Regions from separate parts of the Mus musculus genome. Here regions 2 and 3 are each linked to region 1. A link is a contact called in public Hi-C data. All regions are on one chromosome and are shown on one strand. Each heading gives the region's core, a stretch centred on a gene start, on an enhancer-like site or on the middle of the called end of the contact. The rest is flanking DNA. Distances are from core to core; before and after follow the strand shown.

What was found. A called contact is a pair of places that touch in the nucleus more often than the background predicts.
Region 2: a contact with region 1 is called in a Hi-C map of centroblasts, with 2.7 times the contacts expected there. The contact joins the enhancer-like site here to the promoter of Fam98a in region 1. A contact is called at or near these places in 3 of 39 promoter capture datasets (embryonic stem cells, hippocampal neurons and pre-B cells), 12 of 484 Hi-C or Micro-C datasets (the 3T3-L1 cell line, 3T3-L1-derived adipocytes, the MC3T3-E1 cell line and 7 more), 2 of 115 datasets of contacts at active chromatin or transcription factors (both in embryonic stem cells) and 3 of 9 other capture datasets (embryonic stem cells, liver and macrophages).
Region 3: a contact with region 1 is called in a Hi-C map of myeloid progenitors, with 3 times the contacts expected there. The contact joins the enhancer-like site here to the promoter of Fam98a in region 1. A contact is called at or near these places in 3 of 484 Hi-C or Micro-C datasets (bone marrow-derived macrophages, embryonic stem cells and myeloid progenitors).

The regions. Positions count from the first base shown.
Region 1 is chr17:75,549,667-75,554,178 of GRCm38.p6, forward strand. Fam98a (family with sequence similarity 98, member A) reads right to left here and starts at 2,280. Exons shown (of 8, transcript NM_133747.2): 1 at 2,075-2,280. The coding sequence starts at 2,127.
Region 2 is chr17:75,105,867-75,110,378 of GRCm38.p6, forward strand. The region is part of intron 3 of Ltbp1 (latent transforming growth factor beta binding protein 1); the gene reads left to right. Among named protein-coding and RNA genes, the nearest start is that of Ltbp1, 100 kb to the left of the region's middle. Within about 2 kb of position 2,640, at least 16 of the 459 cell types and tissues checked have an H3K27ac peak or open chromatin away from gene starts, as enhancers often do. A contact at or near this core is called in centroblasts, where this site is marked.
Region 3 is chr17:75,196,880-75,201,391 of GRCm38.p6, forward strand. The region is part of intron 5 of Ltbp1 (latent transforming growth factor beta binding protein 1); the gene reads left to right. Among named protein-coding and RNA genes, the nearest start is that of Ltbp1, 190 kb to the left of the region's middle. Within about 2 kb of position 2,647, at least 61 of the 459 cell types and tissues checked have an H3K27ac peak or open chromatin away from gene starts, as enhancers often do. A contact at or near this core is called in bone marrow-derived macrophages and myeloid progenitors, where this site is marked.

The sequences.
Region 1 (4,512 bases), core at 1,030-3,529:
AAAGATAGCATTTACTGTTCTAGAGGCAGATAGATGCTGATGGATCTCAGAGATAGAGGCCAGCCTGGTCTACAGAGTGAGTTCCAGCACAGCCAGGGCTACACAGAGAAACCTGTCTTGAAAAAAAAGATAGTATTCAACTGTAATTTTTGAGCAAATTGTTTAAAAATACACAGCAATCAACTAATGGTGACTTTTAATAATATTTAAATGTAACCACACTAAGTTAAAATTAATTATAAACTTTCATTAAAAACTCTAGGGTTTATATTACAATGCAACCTAACTATTTACTTGAGGGCAATTGTTGCAGGGATAATTAGTTGTAGTAAGCCAGACAAGAAAACATCATTAGGATAAAGGAACAGTAATGGAAGCAAGCTCTTCCACTGCAGCCAGTCAGCTGATCTTCACCTGCACGGAATATCCCAGAACTCTTCTGGTTCTACTCCTGCAACACTACCTTTTCAAGGGAAGAGACCCTCCTCGGGGCTTTTCATTGTATGCTTCTCAGAGCTTCCACGTGAACTTATACCCTGAGGAAAACCCCACACTGGCACAGAGCAAGTGTCCCTTAAAAAATGTTTACTGGCCGGGTGTGGTGGCGCACACCTTTAATCCCAGCACTCGGGAGGCAGAGGCAGGCGGATTTCTGAGTTCGAGGCCAGCCTGGTCTACAGAGTGAGTTCCAGGACAGCCAGGACTATACAGAGAAACCTTGTCTCGAAAAACAAAACACACACACACACACACACACAAAAAAAATGTTTACTGAGTAAGCGAATCATCTTTAGACACCCGTTGAAAAGCACCCGTTCCACAGAATAAGGCTTACGTGTGGCCCATTGCAAGAACTAAGTTGGCCAAGTCTGGGCTATGCACAAAATGTGATTCAAAGAAATGACCACAGCGGCTGATGTTCACAGCGATGGTTAGTAAGCTTCCTTTATGGTCAGTACCTACTAGGACACCAAGCTAGTCACATGGGTTGCGCTTTGGCTACCTCAAAGGTGTCCTTCCCTAAAGAAAGGTGTCCCTTAAGAATTTCCATGGCATGGAAAAGCCTAAAGTTAAGCTTTGATTAAGGATTATAGTTAAAAATACAACAATCGGCAGGGCATGGGGGCTCACTCCTTTAATCATAGCTCTCAGGTGCCAGAGGCAGGAGGACCTCGGTGCGTCATTTCTTCTACGCTGATTTTATCCTGAAATAGTTATTCGCAGGCAAATACTTAATCATGCAGGGCTTTTTTTTTTTTTTTTTTTTTTTTTTTTTTTTTTTTTTTTTGCCTAAGAGCCTCTAGGTTCTCAAGTTTAAGCACCTTGATCTGGGTGACCAAACAAGATAAATAAGCCTTATTTCCAAATTCCTAAACACTGAAGACTATGACTGAGAGTCAAGATGCAAATATGCTGATTCTTGGTGGGTGAGGATGACCCTGGAATGCTGGAGTTCAGCGAGGCTGTGCTGGAGGTCTGAAGTCACTGACTGTCATTTCCAAAGCAGGTGGTTGAAAGGTTAGGTGCACAGCTGAGCGGGCTTGAGAGCAGCCGGCTGCATCGCCCAGACGTGCGCTTTGGGAAGCCTAGGTGCATGCAGAGATGACTGAGCAAAGATGATTTTTTTTTTTTTTTGAGAGAGAGAGAGACAGAGAAGTAGGGTGGGGGGTAGAAGCTCAAGAAAGAAGTAGGGAATCTTGGGGCCAAGTAGGAAAGCAGATACAACTTTGGCAAACCATAAAGTGGGGGTAGGGTGGGAGGACGGGAGGCAAGAAGAGAAAGCTTGGGGAGTGGGGGGGTGGTGAGAACCGGAGCCCAGACAATGACACGCATGACTGAGACACGCTGCGGGTAGCTGGGCTGTAGGGGAGCACCGGGGAGGACGAGGGCCGTCGGAGCCCAGTGGGCAGGGTAGGTGTGGACGTGGCACCGGGGGTCCCTGGGCCAGCAGCGGGAAGCTCCGGCGGGAGTCGGGTGCGGAGTGGCAAGGCAGGTGGCTCCGACCGGGCGCCCGAGGAGTTGCCGGGGCTCTAGCAGAGTGGACTTTCAGAAACTCATGCCCCCGCCGTCTTACCCTAGATCTTCCAACGACTCCAAGATGTCAGTCTCCATGAGGTCACACTCCATGCTACTGTGGTATTCAAATTTCCGAGTCGTCAGGCTGCCCTCTCGCCGGCAACGCGTACCCTAGCGCATGCGCTCCTTCCCCGGAACTTCCAAGTCGACAGCTGGCGCCTCAGTCCCCGTATTGCGCATGCCCCGAGCGTGCGCAAGCAGTTTGGTTCCGCCCACTGCCCCCACCTCACCGGCCGAGGAAAAAAAAATGGCCGGGTGTGCGCGTGCCCAGTATGGGGTAGTGAAGCTAGCTGCCCTAAGAAGGGCAGGAAGGCAGGTGGCGTGGCACCGAGGCTGGGAGACTCAGAGACTCAGCCAGGGGGCGCGGAGCTCTTGGAATGCGCATGTGCACAGCTTGGGGCGAGGCAGGCGCGGGAGGAGCAGAAGCAGGATCCAGCCTGGGATTGTAGAGTGACAGCTGTGGTATTGAAGATGCGTGTCCTCCTTTCACCTGCGAGTCACCACAGAAGGGCAAATTTGTGCGTTCCCAGCCACAGCCCAGGGCGGGGTTAGACGGGTCAAAAACAATGAAAGCCAGGAAAATGCCATTTGATTTTTCTTCAGTGTAGCCTCTGGAGTCCACGGTTAGAGAAGTGGCTTTCCTCAGTATGGATGCTTCAGAAAGTTTCTCCAGGGAAAGTTTTTTTTTTTTTTTTTGTCCCTGTCCTCTTGAGTCTGCCCCAGACACCACGCATTTTGTTTTAACGGGAAAGGGCATAACTCCATATCGAATACAATAGGGTATATTTGATTACATGCAGTTTAGACAATGGATCAACTTTTTGTCTCCGTTGACTTTTTTTTTTTTTTTTTTAATACAGGGTTTTATAGAGCCATGGATGGCCTGGAACTCACTATGCAGACCAGGCTGGCTGTGAACTCACAGAGCTCCACCTACCTTTGCCTTCCCAGTGCTGAGATTAAAGGCATCTGCTACCATGCTCAGTGTTGTCATTACTTTTGGCCACCCATGCTTGGGTGTAGCTTTCTATTATGAAAGAACTGTTGAATAAGGAGGAAATCGTTTTCAAAGAGATGATGTAGTTAGAAAATCATATTTATCTATGAATTGCCATGTTGTTATATTGTGTAGTCATTTGGTTTTAAACTTATTCTTACGTTTTATTTTGTAGTTTCCACTTTCATGTCTAATGGATAAGCATTCTCTGTCAGTAGTAATTCATGGTTTAGTTATTTATTTTGTGTAACATGGGTTGGGAGAAGGTTATGCACTAACTGTTCTAGTGACTATCCTCTTGACCCATGAGCGACCTGGCTTCTCCAAGAAAGCTCCCCTAAAGTTAAATATTCTTCAAGGTGTATTCATTGATTCTAATTTCCTGATTGGGAAAAGTTGCAAATCCAGAGCCAAGGTTCTGTCAGACTGTCATTAGTCCCCTTAAGAGCCCACCCTGGCCCATCCTGTGTGACCTAACCTCATTTTGGCTATCAGGTAAAACTTTTGGGATGTGTAAACATCCAAATTAGCTTCTGCCTACTCAAAGCCACAAGTGTCATCAGATAACAGCTAAGTTCTCTCCACATCACTGTAAACTTCTCACCTGCTGTCCCCACCAATATATCTGAAGAAATAATCCCTTGACTTATGAGTTGGTATTGTGTAACTATACAGACAGTGGAACCAGTTCTGTGTTGGCACATGTTATGTGGGGCAGTCTGAGTCTGTACCTGGGTCATGGTCACTCATATTTGGATCAAGAAAAAAAAGTATTTTGCATCAACATATTATTGTATAGGGTTATAATGCTGTATGAACATTGTTTGCATTATATAGATGAGCAACCTGAAGCACCGTGTCTTTCTGATCCTTAGCATTCGTAAACAATTAGTGCATTCTGAAACTTGAGTGTATTTGCATCCATACACTTACTTGATTGTTCAGACAAGGATTAAAAGCAGAATGGGAAAAGATAGGGAAATTAATTATCTGATTTTTTTATGCCTGTATATATTGTACATAATTTTAATAAAATGATTCTTTATCATGGAAATGTTGAATGTGCTAAAAACAGTAACAATGAAAGGTTGTTTTTTAATAGAAAAGGTTTTATTCCTAACTCAGACCCCCAGCCTTGTTACACAAGACTATTTTAAACGCTGACATTTAATTTTTAAGAAAATCAAGCAAAGTCAAAGGTTATCATTAGAAACATGATGTACTGTCAGTCACAGTTTCAAATGTTGCCATTTTTTTTAACTTTTGTAACTCAACAAAGGATTCCAGAAACAATCTGTGGTCTGGTTTTTATAAACACCTTTATGCAGACATGAGTATCCTACCTTATTAAGTATGAATTTTATAAACATATTACTCTAACAGTGTAGCTGAGGATTATTTCAGCATCCCTCAGCTTCTCCAAAAAAGATTTACAATAG
Region 2 (4,512 bases), core at 1,390-3,889, 440 kb before region 1:
TTGTTGGGGCTGGAGAGACGACTCAGTGGTTAAGAGCATTCGCTGCTCTTCCAGAGGTCCAGAGTTCCGTTCCCAGTATCCAAGCTGGGTAGCTCACAGATGCCTGCAGTACCAGTTTCAGGAGCTCTAGTGCCCTTATTTGGCTCCCATAAACACCCATCCACATACTCACATGCATATAAATAAAACTCAAAATAAATCATTGAAAAAATATGACTCATGGTAGCAATCCTGACCACTTAGTGAATGGAGTTGGAGTCTATCAATTGCTTACTTCTATCCCTTTTGTCCTGGTATTCATTCTCTCTTTTGTCCTCTTGTCTCTTAGTTCCAAGCTTGCTATGTAGCTGAACTTGAACTTGTAGTACTCCTGTTTCTAACTCTTGAGTACTGACATATCGGGCTTATACAGTGCTGAGGAACAAATCCAGGGCTTCATGCATGCTAGGCAAGCACTCTATCAACTTAGCTATATCTGTGTCCCTTTATATTTTATCAGAAACAAGTGACAGGGTTTGAACTCTGTTTGGAGAGAGGGGTGTCTTCATATTTCTTGGAATTTGTCTGTAAGGACGCCGTGTCCCTCTCCTCTATTCTGACTTCTACTGCATTTTTATTCTCCTTGGGGCTATGACAGATTGTTTAGTTTATTGCTTCAGTATTCCACCGCTATAATGTTGGGAACTCTTTCAGGTTGACTCTTGAGTCAAAATACATTTTGTCCTTTCATAATTTTAAAGGTCAGGTCTAGCACCTCAGCAGAATTTAGAGGAAGGTACGGAACTTTGCCATAGGTCCCACCCCAGATCCACAACCTCTTCAGTGTCACCAAGCTTCATGCTTGGACCTTCCCAGGTGACAACCAGGAGGAGCCCATTGTTTATACACAGTTCAGCCCAAGTGTACATTCTGTGCATTTGACAAACATCACAAGCAGCCCCCTCTATCCTGTTGTGTAGAGTGGAGTGTTTTCGCCCCTCTAAAGAGCTCATGTGGTTTTTTGACTCCTAATTACTTCAGCCTGGAGTAACTGTGGCTTCTTTACTCCTTCAAAGAGATGGTTCAATGAGGTCTCTATAGTTGTATGTATGTAATTGCCAATATGTTAAAAAAAATAGAAAGTTGATTCCTGCTTAGCCTTAGAATCCAGTTACTAATACATGAATGAAATCATTCCCTCATTTCAAAGAGATGAGCTCTTGCCAAGGACCCTGATGGGTAGGATCCTGGAAGGTCAAAGGGAACAATGAACAGTTAAAGCTTCCAGGTTGAAGTGATGTGCTGAGCACGGTTCATGCAAAACGAATCCACTTCTAAATGTGGTTCTTGTGAATAAAGTCCTTCCCACACCTTCCTTCATTTCTTCCCCCCTTTCATTTATTTCCTTTTCATACAACTAAATATACTGAAGTATTTTCCAGATATGGAATCATAGTTGATAGACAGTAGGAGCAAGGAAGACAATAAATTTTTATAGTCCCCCAGGCTTGCATTCCAGGTTGATAGTTTGTAGGAACTGTACATATATACTTCTTTGGGTGCCATATTTTAACATAGTCTTGGCACAGAAAAAGTAGCTTTTCTCAATTTTTTTTTCAGGTTAAAGATTTGATTACAGAAATTCTAATTAAGTGGTGCTAACTCAGTCTCACACGATTATGCTTGCAGCTCAGTGTAATGGCAGCGTATAGAAACCCTTGCCTTTAAAAGCCAGAGAGTGTTGACTGTGACACACATGCATGAAAATGACGGGGCGGATGGAAACAGAACCGTGCCAACTTGTTAATTTCCCCCGGGGTTTACACAAATGTGGGCATTTATCGTGTTTTTACAGCTCCATACTTGCTGTCATTTGGAGTTCTCCTTAAAAGCAATCCATGTTAAATTTGTCTTTCAGAGGCAGGAGGAGGAGGAGGAGGAGGAGGAGGAGGAGGAGGAGGAGGAGGAGGAGGAGGAGGAGGAGGAGGAGGAGGAGGAGGAGGAGGAGGATGTGAGCTTTACTTTTAAAATGCAGCACTGGGCAGCAGAACAGTTAAGAAGTGCATTTAGCCCCTGTCTGTAAAGGGATTTGCTGTTCCGTTACCTTGATGGATTTGCTACTTTGTGTCCCATGGAGTATAAAATGTGACCAATATAGTTTGGATTGGGGTGGGGGTTCTTTTCTGGTTTGTTGAGCATGCAGGTGCTTAAGATGTTGATTTAAATTAGTTCTAATGTACTTGGGTAATCAAGCGTACAGTATTTTGAAGCCACTAACCAAGAAGAAAGAAGAGAGTGATTGCAGCCTTCTACGGTAATGAGACACATAAATCAAAAGGACGAAGGTGGAAACTTCTACTGGGCCCTGGGGTCTGATTTCGGGCACCTTAAAGGGATGCCTTTTTTGGATCAGGTGTGCTGTGATTATGCTACTGAGAGTTGAAAGGAAAAATCTAGATGCAAAATGGAGAAACTCTATAGCGCTAAAAAACAAAACAAAACAAAAAACAAAAAAACAAAAACAAAAAAACAAAAAGAAGCAAACATACCAACCAAAACAGAGCGCAACCATCTACTCTGTACCTTCTCGTTCAGAGTTGAGACCATGTGGTCAGGAAGCCTGGGTCTAAGGAGGAGACCCTGAGGAGGGTAGAAAACAGTGGTTCTCAATGTTCCTAATGTTGTGACCCTTTAATTCACTTCCTCATGTTGTGGTGACCCCACCAACCAAAACAATATTTCATTGCTACTTCATAACTATGATTTTTTTGCTACTGTTATGAATTGTAAATATCTGATTTGTAACCCCTATGAAAGGCTTTTGAACTCAGGTTGAGAACTACTGATAATATAAGAAAACATTCATTTCTAGGTGTGTGTGTGTGTGTGTGTGTGTGTGTGTGTGTGTGTGTGTTCAGTAACCAAATTCACATTGCGGTGGCAATCTAACTTGGATATGCAAGAGAAACAATGTTTCCCACTGTGAGGCTGAGAGGTCCAAGTTCTTCTAGATGTTAGCTCAGGCCTGGATAGAAATTCTCCTCAGCTTCTCTCCCACAGGATGACTTAGAACTGTGCACATGGTTCTTTTATTGAACTGTGGACTCCTTTTCATAGCTATGTATTTGACTTTTATGTTCAAATGATAAACACAGGAATCACTTACGTGCGTTTATACGTTGCTACAGGCTGGAATGACAATTTAGGATTCTGAAACCGTGGAAGGCTGATAGGCTGAGAACGGGGACATAAGTCTCTTTTCTTTCAATTTTCTCTTTCCTGTAAAGCTCACTGCAGTCCTAGCACATGCAAATATATCTGATTCCCTCTCTCTGTGGGAATATTTGCACTAGAGGTGATTTCATTGGAATTCTTAGCAATGCCTTGCTTTAGGTGAGTATTGGAGATCATATAAGTCCAAGGGTCATTTTTTTGCCAATGAGGACCATGGTTAATTCCTCTTAGGGGTTGAGGTTCAGGGAGGGAGAGAAGGTTTGAATGTGATTGTTTGCATTTTACAAGGTTAAATATTTGTAGTCTTTAAGGAGCAAGGGTGTGTGTGTGTGTGTGTGTGTGTGTGTGTGTGTGTGTGTGTATGTGTGTGTGTGAAGTATTATTGTGAGGGGGTAGAAAAAACAGAACTTCATACTTGTCCCTGGTTCTGGTCAAACTGGAATTTGTAGCTTTAAGACTGAGGAGACTTTCAGGACTAGCAAGTGCCGTGAAGCAGGGTTGGAGAGTGGAGGGGCTTGCCTAAGTGAAGGGCAAGACACGAGCCCTTAATTTGCACAAGTCATTTTAACACTGAGTGAATCGTAGACCCAGGTTTCCTATGTCGTTTCAGTTGGTGTCTATTTAATCTCAAATTCAATCCCAATCAGTTTGGGTTGGCTGCTTGGAGTGCTGTGTGACAATGGCTCACAGCAGAGGTTCTCAACCCCAAAACAGTCTTGAACCCCAAAGGGATCACAACAGATGTCCTGCAGATTGGATATTAACATTACACGTCACAGTAGCAAAATGGCAGTTATGAAGTAGCAACGAAATACTTTTATGGTTGGGGGGGTCACCACAATATGAGGAACTGTATCAAAGGGTAGCTGTATTAGGAAAGTTGAGAACCACTGGCCTAAGGGGAGGGTATAGGATGGGGTGGTCTCTGGTGCTTGCAATTATCCACCGCCTGCATAGTTTACACGACCCCACATAGTACCTTATTCTGTTGTTGCTTTTTTTTTAAAGCCCCTTTTGTCTACTCCTGCTGTTTCTTTTGCTGGTTGCCTCTCCCGGATACTTTGTTGCATCTAGTTCTTTGACCTGGAGTATGGATAAGGGAGTTGCTAAGCAGCCAGCCTCTCTTTCGGTCCTATTCTATCCTCCTGGATAGCTAAAGCCTCATACACTGAAGTCCCTCACCATAGCTGCCAGCTTATCCATCTCTTTCCTGCTTACTGAACAGTTATGGGGAAGAACAGGGAATTTAAGGCTTGGCCCTCCACCTTCCCTCCTCTCTTCTCTTTGTTTGCCCGAGGT
Region 3 (4,512 bases), core at 1,397-3,896, 350 kb before region 1:
CTATACGGCATCTTTTATGTCCTCATCCAAGGCCACAGATGCTGTCAATAGACTCTGTCTAACCCCTGGAGTTTCACTGGGGGTTCCCAGACCTCTGTCTAGATGGTGGTGTTGTTGTTGTTGTTGGTAGTAATGTTGTTTGTGGTAATGGTGATGGTGATGGCTGCAGTGATGTTAATGATAATGATGACAGAGTACAGCTGAGTAGCCCAGCTAGTGCTTAACTTGCTGTCTTCCTGCCTGAGCCTTCCGAATGCAGGGATTATGGTATGTACCAACATCCTTTTCAAAGGAATATCTATTAAATTGTCTTGTCAACTTCCCCATTTGAACACACTTCTCTTTTTGGCTGGTCTTTGCTCATACCAAAGTTACAGTTAACTATATCTGATGACAGGTTTGTTTTTTTTTTTTTTTTTTTTTTGAAAAAGAAATGGATTTGTACATCATTGAAAAAATAATAAACGACTTATAAAATGGACAAAAAAGTGGGATGGGAACCATTTGACAAATGTAAGTTTTGTTTCTATTTCTGTCCTGTGAGTACTCAGATCTCTTTCTTAGACATACAAATGGGTCCATTTATATGCCTTCTAGAATGGGTATGTATTGGCAGATATATAAATACAGCCTGGAGCTTTCCTAATATATTAATTACTGTGCTGTGCTTTTTTTGCCTACCAACTAATAGCCATAGAAATAAGTCTCCCTTGATAATTTTAAATACTGTACCACAGTTCATCCCAGCATATATTGTAACTTATTTATCCAGACTCAGTTAATAGACAGCTAGCTCAAAGGTTCTTAACACGGGGGTCAAAACCCCAATGTGGAATTGCATATCAGATATCCTGCATAGTGGATATGTACATTATGATCCATGCTAGTAGCAAAATAACAGTTATGACCTAGCAACAAAGTAATTTTATGCTTGGGGACCACCACAACATGAGAGCTGTGCCAAAGGGTTGCGGCATTAGGAAGGTTGAAAACCACTGGTCTAGCTAATCCTTCAGGCTCCCTAGAGACTCATGTCTATTCTGTAATTCTAGATCCCATCAATTGGACAATGAGTAGTAACATAACCACATAATATATCTGTGAAGGTCCTAGGATAAGCCATAGGAAGTGTTATTAATCCATAGACTATGCACTTATTAGTATTAACTCTTAATTACCCAACTATCTACTGGGTAGTTGAACTAACATATCCCCAGCACACTCTTCAGGAGACATTTTGAAGTTGGGTGATGGGGTGAGTTAGTGTATTGATTTACATCTTGCTTATGTATGAGATGGCCTTTTCCAGGATTTGACACTGAGCCTGCAAGTCCCTTTTATGTTCACATTCCAGTGAAGAATCTGATGTTTCAAGTCTGCCCTGTGTCTTACAGGATGCTTGAAGCAGCCTTGGATCATTTGCATTACACTCATATGACCCAGGCTGGATGCTCATTCATCATACAGTAAGGATGATTTTGAACTCCTGATCCTCCTGCTTTCACCTCCAAAGTACTAAGGTTACATATGGATATGGTGTGTGCCACCATATCCGGCTAAATGCTTTGGTTCAGCTGTTTTGCCTTTTTGACCTTAGACATAAGCTCCTAGTGGGAAACACATGAAGACCCTGAAGTTTAATGAGTGGCATATACGTTTATGAAGGAGGAAGAGGAACCTTGGATTTGTAACAGCACTGTGGAGTGCTGTCTGTATGCCCAATGCCCAGTGGCTGAGAAATCAGGGGTCTGCAGGCATTCTATAGATGAGGTTAAATAACTGCTCAGCACCATGGAGCAAGTTTGTTTGAAAAGGCAGGTTTGAAGCTCAGAATCCAGTACTGTGTTCTCCTGTACCCACCGTTGTTTCATGCTGTCTTCTCTATGCTGGAGTGGACGTGTAGTCCAAGTTGAGAACCCTGGCACTGGACTCTCATCCATGCTGTCAAATGGGAGTGATGAGCTTTGAGAGGTTTTCCTATCTAGAGAGTTTGAAGGTGACTCCCTGAGGGTGCTGTTGCTCTGAGGAAGGACTGGTAGTGAATGAGAGGTGATGTCAGGGGGACTTTGTCCCAGGTGATGAAATGCAAATATACGTTCCTGGATTATTACCCAATTAAGGTGAGGATAAGAGCTATTGGGTACCCAGGAGAAGCTGAGATGACATTACTCAAGGCAGACTATATGTGTAAAACAGAATATATCTCAATTATTACACAAACCTTTGTTGGGCATGAGAACAAGCATGGGGTGTCACATAAACTTCATACAGACTGAAGTGGAGAATTTTGAAGGCAGTTCTTGGGGATTCATGATTCTAAATACAAGTCCTCACCTAGAGTAGCGTCCTCAAGTCCTGCAGGAAGTCAGATCCTCATTCCTAGTCACAGAAAGTGGCTTCCTACCCCTGAGAGCTGCTGTGGGCCTGGACAGGAATGATACTAAGTTCTGAGTGATTTCTGGGTCATCCCAGAGGAAGACATGAGATGAGAGTCCTCAGTGTTTTCTGGAAATCCAGGTGGGCTTAACTCCTCTCCAGCTACCAACTGGAGGGTTTCCCAATTGATCATTGAACAGACGTGAAGAGAGAAAGCAGGTCTGATTCATAGACATTGTGTTCACCTAAATGCCCCACCGTCTTTTTGGAGAGATGTAAAGTCTCTTTCCTGTGATTCACATGTATTACTCAGAATCCTTGTACTTACTGGACTCTAAAGCAGAGATTCAGGTTTGGGGGAAGTAACTTTTAAACACTGCAAATAGTGAGTCCTTCTCTCCTTCCCTCTCCTCTAATGCCAATATGGGTTATAGAGCTAGGCAGCTCTGATGTCAGAAAATACTCCCCTTCCAAGTGGTAAGAACACTGGGTGGACCTCTTCCCCATTCTTCAATAGGGAAGACACATTGTTAGTCTAGCGCATCGTATGATGAAACAGGAAACATGTTATCTTTGTGACTCAGCTGTGGCAAAACGCAAATGTCAGTCAGACAATGAGATGGGAATACAGGGGCTTAAGGTCCCTAAGCTTGCTTCTGAAAGAGGACAAAGCATCGGCTGGCGAGTGGTGGCTGTGGTCATGACAGCTGTGTGTGTCCTTGTCTCTTCTCGGCCCTGCCTAGGTCCTTCTCGTAATGTCAGAGATAAGCATTTTTGCTTGTCATTGTGTCTTATACTTCCTGGATACACTGTCACAAATAATGAGAACGTCGAGTCCTTCAGGCTGAGCCAGTGAATGGCATCCACTCTTCTGAACTTTGGATGCTTGCTGGGTAGTCAAGGCCTGGCTTTTCAGTCATTTAGCAGGCAACACAGAGAGTTTGAGTGTTCAGAGAGCTGCCAGTCATTGTTTAATGCTTTAGAGAACATCACAGGTTCTAAATCCAGGGAGGAATTTTTATTCTTCTTCTCTCTCTCTCTCTCAAAAAATTCTTTAGTTGATTTATATGTCTCTGTGTGTATATGCACACATGTGGGTGCAGGACCTGCCTAAGCCAGAAGAGAACACTGGATCCCCTGGAGCTGAAGTTACAGGCAAATGTCAGCTGCCCTTTGTGGGTTCTGGGAACTGAGCTGATATCCTCTGGAAGGACAAGTGTTTTTAATCACGGAGACATCTCTCCAGCCCATCTTCTGTTTCTCAGTTTTTGTCATTTAATTTCTTAAATCAAATTTTTATAAGCTAAAAAGGCAGGAATGCTGGGAGGTGGCTTCCTTGGTAAAATGCTTGCTGTGCACACATAAGAACCTGAGCTAGATCTCCAGTGCCAACGGAAAGGCTAGATGTGGTAGTGGGTCTCTGTAATCTCAGTGCTAGGGCCTCTGGAGCCTGATGGATCCTTGGGGTCCTGACCAATGTAACTGAGTTAGCCAGCTCCAGGTTGGATGAGAGATACTATTTCAGAAGTTAAGGTAGAAAGCAATTGAGGAAGATCCCCAAGGTTGACCTCTGGCCTCCTCATGTATATACATGCATGATCAGGAATACACACACACACACACACACACACACACACACACACACACACACAAATTCATACACACATACACACACAAACAAACATACACATACATCCACATATACTCGCACACACATGCACTCATATACACACATGCAAACATACTACACACATACACTCACACACACTCACATGTGTACTCATACACACACATGCACAGATATATGTGTGTACACACACTTATGTGAGCACACACACTCATATACACATGTATACTCCACACGCGCGCACACACATGCGTGCATGCACACCAGGAACTCCAGTGAGTGTGTTGTTATTTAGTAGCCCCTGATGACCTACTTGGAATCTTGGTGTCAGAGCTCCTTTGGGTCACTCTGTCATGTTGTGTGGCAATCTGGTAACATCAGAAAAGAAATCTTCCCCAAATAAATTTGGCTCTGAGGTAGGAGAAGAAGAGTCAAGTTGACCATGGACATTGTGTGTGCCCCTCACAGATTTATTAACCATTCTCCCAGCTGCTTCTCTTCATCCAGAG